Linked DNA regions of Mus musculus: region 1 is linked to region 2. Evidence: chromatin contacts called from public Hi-C data. All regions are on one chromosome and are shown on one strand. Each heading gives the region's core, a stretch centred on a gene start, on an enhancer-like site or on the middle of the called end of the contact. The rest is flanking DNA. Distances are from core to core; before and after follow the strand shown. Region 1 overlaps Robo2 (roundabout guidance receptor 2). Region 2 overlaps Robo1 (roundabout guidance receptor 1).

Evidence for each region. Hi-C and Micro-C count contacts between places; a contact is called where the count stands out from the background.
Region 1: a contact with region 2 is called in a Hi-C map of cortical neurons, with 6 times the contacts expected there. The contact joins two enhancer-like sites. A contact is called at or near these places in 1 of 39 promoter capture datasets (hippocampal neurons), 2 of 484 Hi-C or Micro-C datasets (the HPC-7 cell line and cortical neurons) and 1 of 9 other capture datasets (embryonic stem cells).

What each region holds. Positions count from the first base shown.
Region 1 is chr16:74,004,658-74,007,476 of GRCm38.p6, forward strand. The region is part of intron 6 of Robo2 (roundabout guidance receptor 2); the gene reads right to left. Among named protein-coding and RNA genes, the nearest start is that of Gm22163, 53 kb to the right of the region's middle. Within about 2 kb of position 1,259, at least 6 of the 459 cell types and tissues checked have an H3K27ac peak or open chromatin away from gene starts, as enhancers often do. A contact at or near this core is called in cortical neurons, where this site is marked.
Region 2 is chr16:72,994,418-72,997,537 of GRCm38.p6, forward strand. Robo1 (roundabout guidance receptor 1) reads left to right here. Exons shown (of 29, transcript NM_019413.2): 19 at 700-742. Among named protein-coding and RNA genes, the nearest start is that of Gm52247, 36 kb to the left of the region's middle. Within about 2 kb of position 1,649, at least 15 of the 459 cell types and tissues checked have an H3K27ac peak or open chromatin away from gene starts, as enhancers often do. A contact at or near this core is called in cortical neurons, where this site is marked.

The sequences.
Region 1 (2,819 bases), core at 9-2,508, 1.0 Mb after region 2:
TTGGCAATTTACATAGTGTGACTTACACAGCTGAAGTTATTTCAGTGTTAGAAGTAATACATGATTGCATTGCTTCCTTAAATTACTCTCTGCAAAGATAACGTTTCTCATGAACACTATTGAAATTTGTAAGACATAAACAATACTTTTTATGTAAGCTATCAATATTTTAAAAAGTGAAAAAAGCGGGCTTCAGTAATAGTTAATTTAAAAAAAACACTGCCAATAGGAACACATAGCTTTTTAGTGCTATGTACAGAAAACATAGCACTTGCAAGTAAGAGATGACCCCCTTAGGTCACCTGAGTAACAGTTCTTCTGAGGGAGACGGAAGGCTGAGAATCAAAACATAGATCTTGCAAAACACACTCAAGACATCTTTAGGAGATATTTCAAGTGGAAGTGTAAGACCTATGAGATTCCTAATTTTAAAAGTTATTGAAATAGTTAGCATATTAAGTGATGTGTAAATACTAAATCCCAAGCTTGACTGCAACATGAAAGGATTGGAAATATTTGACATCTTAGACTCCAAATCATGTATGTGTTGTAATTATCTCCAAATAGAATTTTTTTGGTCTTTTGATTGTTTGTTAAATTCAAGAAAAAATTATTTGGTCATCCAATAATTAAAATTTACTCTAACATATAAGCAGAACTAGCTAATGTGTGGATAAGTCCATAAGGATTTTTGTTTAAAATGGAGGCTTTTTTCATTCTTCTTCAAAAGTTTTGTGTGTGTGTGTGTGTGTGTGTGTGTGTGTGTATGTATGTTGTTTTTTTGCATGTATGGTACTTCTTCGAGTATGTACAGTGACCATGGATGCCAGAAATGGATGTGGGATCAGCATGAATTGTAATTACAGATGGTTATGAGTCGCCATGTGTATGCTGCAAGAGCAGCAAGTGCTCTGAACTACTGAGACATTTCTCAAGCACTGTTTCTTTAAAATTAAATCATTTAATATGGGTGTTTGTGCAATAACATGTAATTCTCAATTACTTATAAATAGTTGCATTAACACGTTCTATCAAAATGTTGAAAACATTGTGTGTGTGTGCATGTGTGTGTGTGTGTGTGTGTGTGTGTGTGTGTGTGTGTGTGTGACTAAATTGGTAAATGATTAAAGATTTCTGTGAAGTTATATAGGGTGTTTGTAATTCATGATTTCCAAAAGTTTCACCTGATCCACTCAGCTTTTCCTACTATAACTGAGGCAATCAGCAGCTAGCATATGGTACATAAGACACAAAACGGAAGAGAGCTCAACTTCACAGGCGAGGCAGCTGGTAGATTTGACAGTTCTTTTCCAAATTGCTCATCGTGTTTTGAATTATTGCTAAGAAAAAAAATGTGTTGCCCATCTCCAAAATAGATGTTCATTTTTATTTTTATGCTGGAGAAAGACTTCTAATGGGAAAATAAACCAGATGGTTATAGGAAAGGAGGTAGGTTTCCTATTGAGATCATTTTCATATTGTCAGAAGACATTTCCAAGTAAACAAATAAATACTTCACTATTCATAGCCAGCTTTGCCCTCAGATGCACTTTTGCTCTCCGTATGAGTCTTGCCTTAGGAACAGTGTCAAAAATAAGGCAGAATGGTTTGGTGAATTCATTATCAAAGAAACATTGATCTAGATTTTGTGCTAACCCCAAATATAACAGATAAGAGGACTCATTCTGAGGCATTGGCGACATTCCAAATGACTAAGTGTAATATGGTAAATCTTTTTCTCTAGTGAGAAGTGTGCAATTGATGAAATTCAAAATACTTTCTACAACCCATATCTAATCAAACTTATATAGAATCTCAAAATGCAGCAATGCATGCGTACAATTCCAATTGTGATTTGCATGGTGAAATAATCTTGTTGTCACTTTAAAACTCAATTGGCTCTCCTAAGTCATCTTTGGACAGATTCTCACTCGTAAGTTCTCAATGATTCCAAATTGGGCTTCCCTGAAGAACACAAAGAAGCTTCATTTGGAATAACAGAGTGATTGTTTTCTGAAGTCTTACGTGTGTCTGAATTTGAAGTTGATTCTTACTTTCCCTTAAAATCCTTTATTAGAAGAATCCAGGCACTTTTCTCTAGACTATGTGTTTATTTGAAAATATATTCCCCTATTTGTATTAGAATTAGAACATAATTTTCTCCTCTCTGTATGATATTTGTTTTAGAATACTCTTTATGCAATCTCTAAGATCCTCAAAGTTGTGAAATACTTGTTTTGGACTCCATTAACACATTTGAATAATAATGAGTTTTCAATGATGCATGTAATTCATTATTTCAGTTGTTGTGTGCCTTTGAGCATTATTCTAAAAGTTTGAATGTCTATATTTAATATATTGAAAGCCATTGTAAGAGCTAATGCAGTGTCGTGGCAGTCTAATCTCATCATTGTGAGCCTTTTCTTTACTAATCCAATGAAAATGTATCTAACTTTCAATTTCCCAAGTTCATAGCAGTTGTCACATTTGAAGTATAGCTCTTCATACTTCTGAGCACTGCCGTAAGTCACTCAAGACAGATTTATGAAATGACAGACTTTCTCAGATAAAGTATAATGTGTCAAAAAGCTATTCTTTATTTCCAGTCCAATGGGAATTTAAGAAATTGTTTCAAACAAGGATAAATTTGGAAATAACTTATGAAACTCACTGTAGGTGACAGCTATAACTTAGAACAAGGAACATACTATGATGTTTTAACCAATGCTTTTTTTCTTTGTTTAAAAGTGGCAAATGGATTAGAGATTTTAACGTTTTTGTATTCTGAGAACTTGTCAAATCATTTTAGTTAAGAGGCC
Region 2 (3,120 bases), core at 399-2,898:
AAAAATGTGTCTGTATTTACAGGAAAGCTAATCTTCTTAACTCCTTGCCTAACTATTTATAATTCGTTTTTTTGTTCTGGCAAAAAATGAAAATTAAGATTTTTTTTCATTCATGTGTGATGGAGATATAATGTCTGATAGAAACACAATACCCGAGGGGTTTTCATAAGCCACGTATAAAATCGTAAGCCACGTATAAAACAGGTCATGTTAGTTGTCACAACTTGGCTTAAGTCTTTGTGTGTGCAAAGAGGGTTTATTTGAGCATGTGTCTGTGCTTTCGTCTGGGAAGACAATCTAGCCATGTCTCTTTCCCTGAAAATTTAAAGTTATACATACAGAAGTCATAGAACTATCTAATCTCGTGAAAAAGTCTGAACAAATCCTTACAGGTGCACATCAGAATTAGTTCCATTTAGTAACAGTGTCCTGGAGTTTTTAGTTTTGCTCCTTGCAATCATATTGAGAGACACTGAGAAATTAAAAATGATGTATGGTTATTCTAAAAATCATCTTCTATAACATTCCTAGAGCAAAAATCTGTGACATCTTGCAGTGGTTTTTTATAAAGCCTCTAGATAGGAAGGGAAATTGAATGGCATTTAGAAAGATGTTCATGAATTTAATGGCTCCCGCTATATAAGCATGTCTATTAATTGTTCTCTTTCTCTCTCTCTCTTTTTTTTCATAATATTCTAGTAACTTATCAAAGAGGAGGCGAAGCCGTCAGCAGTGGAGGGAGGTAATTATCTTGCTTGTTTTTAGATCCAAATGGGTATTCCTTCCTTCTTTCTTTCTTTCTTTTTTTTTTTTTTGGTCTTTGACATTGCTTCCTTTGTTAAAAGGTGAAACTTCCATGTTGAATTGGTTCACCTACTTTGAAGTGATCTCTCCCTTCAGCTGTTAACCAAGGAATTTTTGCAGTTATTGTATGAGTGCTGCATCTCAGTTCTTGACCACGAGAGGGAGCAGTTTACCCAAGAAAAGCAGGCGTGCTGATTTAGCAAATGATGAAAAGGAGTTAAAGTGATTAGGCCTTGGCACTTAGGAAGATTAAGAAATATAGCTGGTTAGCAGACACGATCAAAGAAAGGTGTTCCCTTGAAAACCTGCTGAACGCGGCAGTTGCTCGGAACTTGTGGGTGATGTTTGTTCTCCGCAGGAATTTAGCATAATTCACATCTACATATGGAGGGAAAAGTACATTTGCAAGAAGAAATCTAGGTAGCTTGTTAACAAAGAGATTTTTTTTTCACCTCTAATTAAGATGAACCTCAATCCCACATTTATGTTTTTTTAGTGATTATTATTCAGTGAGTTGTAATGTATTCACAGAGAAATCACAAATCGAGGTGGCAGAAAGCTGAAAGGGGCTGAAGCAGAGGATAAAACACAGGCTTAAGGATTTTCCACAATAAGGTGATTTTTTTTCACCACCACCCCCACCTATCCCACCCCCCAAAAAATCCAGTAATATTAAGATGATTTTTTAAAAAAGAAAGAAAAAATTAAAAAAAAACCCATCCAACACAAACTATTTTATAATTCAAATTTGTTTAACTTGCTGAGTGCCTTTGAGTGTCGAGATGAATAATGTGTTTAACTACTAGAATATGGTGTGATTCCTGAATCTAAGAAGCAGCGGGCAGGAACATTGCTGAACTTGCTGTATAACAAAGACGGATTTGAATGAAGCAGGTTGCCTGCGTCTAGCCAGGGCTTTGCAATAGGCTCTAATCTCTTCACTCCTGGATACTATTAACTTCTTGTTTTCATACCTGTGAAACAAAGCCAGTCTCCAACTCACTGCCAAAGCTAAGAAGTCTGAAAAAAAAAATCCACTAGATTCACCAATTAAACCACAGCATATTTTTGTGTTCTGGGGAATTCCATGTAAGTCACAGCCCCGGCATTCACACAGGAGCCTCTGGCATCGAAGCGTTTCCTCTTAGGGAAATCTGGAATGCCTGGTGGTTTAGCCAGCACCTTTTGTGTATATACTTAAGCTGTAGGCTTCAGTTTTCTTGGCAGTAGCCTCTGTGCACGAACATGCGTGCACAAGCTCACATGCACATGCGTAAAAAATAAAATATAAGCCCCCATTTCTTAGCTAAAGCATTTTGCAACCTATGGAAACAAAATTACCACCGGGGAAACAAGGGTAGAAATTCCTACGTAGCAGTAAGTGGTTCTGTTGTAAATGAAGAATTGCAAAGCCCCCAAACTCTCTACTTGAAAGTCCACTGGCAGTGAAGACATAACTGTCTCCATTTAGAAGCAGATGCTTAGAATAAAGTGGATTTTTGTCCGGTACTCACTAGAAATCATCGTTTTCATCAGTGAAATGGCGAAAGGCTCGAGAGACTGTGGAGTGTTGGGGAAGTCGCAGTTAACAAAGGTTTTAGAGTTGAAGCTCGGGGTGACCAGTGGTTGCTTTGTCTTGTTTTGTGTTTTACACAGTTTTAAACATTGATTCGTTAGCTATAATGAACTTCTGTGTAGCAGCCACTACATAAAATCGCCACCCTGGATTTCACTGTAGAGTGAGAAGCACAAGATGAACGATAAAGACCATGGATGCTTTTAAAAGTCTACTCTATGGTCATAACTTTTGCTAATCATGGCGGGGGAGAAAGGAAAATAGAATACAGAAAGTGGTTCATTGGGAAGACAACATCATTTCCAGCCATGGAACGGCTGTGTGCTGTGTGTGTGTGTGTGTGTGTGTGTGTGTGTGTGTGTGTGTCCGTGCCTGTGAATGCACGGGTGTGTGTACGTGTATGTGTGCGTTTGTGTATTGATGGAGCAGAGAAAGCATACCATATCAGATGTCACTGCTGAGTCCTGTCCGTTCATCCCTTCAGCTCCCGGTTTCTTTCTCAGACTCTGGATCCTAACAGACCCAGCACGTCACTAGGTCGATGATACCGCAACCAAAGCCTTCACGCCAGATGCCTTCACACCCTGCATCCACGGAGCATCTCTTGCCCTTGTCTTCTCCCTAGTGTCATTTGTCTGCTAACTCTAGATTTCCCCCACCTCTTCTGGAAGAACACACGGGCTGTCCCAACTTAATCTAGTTTCACTGAAACTACTCTTGCCACTTCTCTGCCCGTTTAG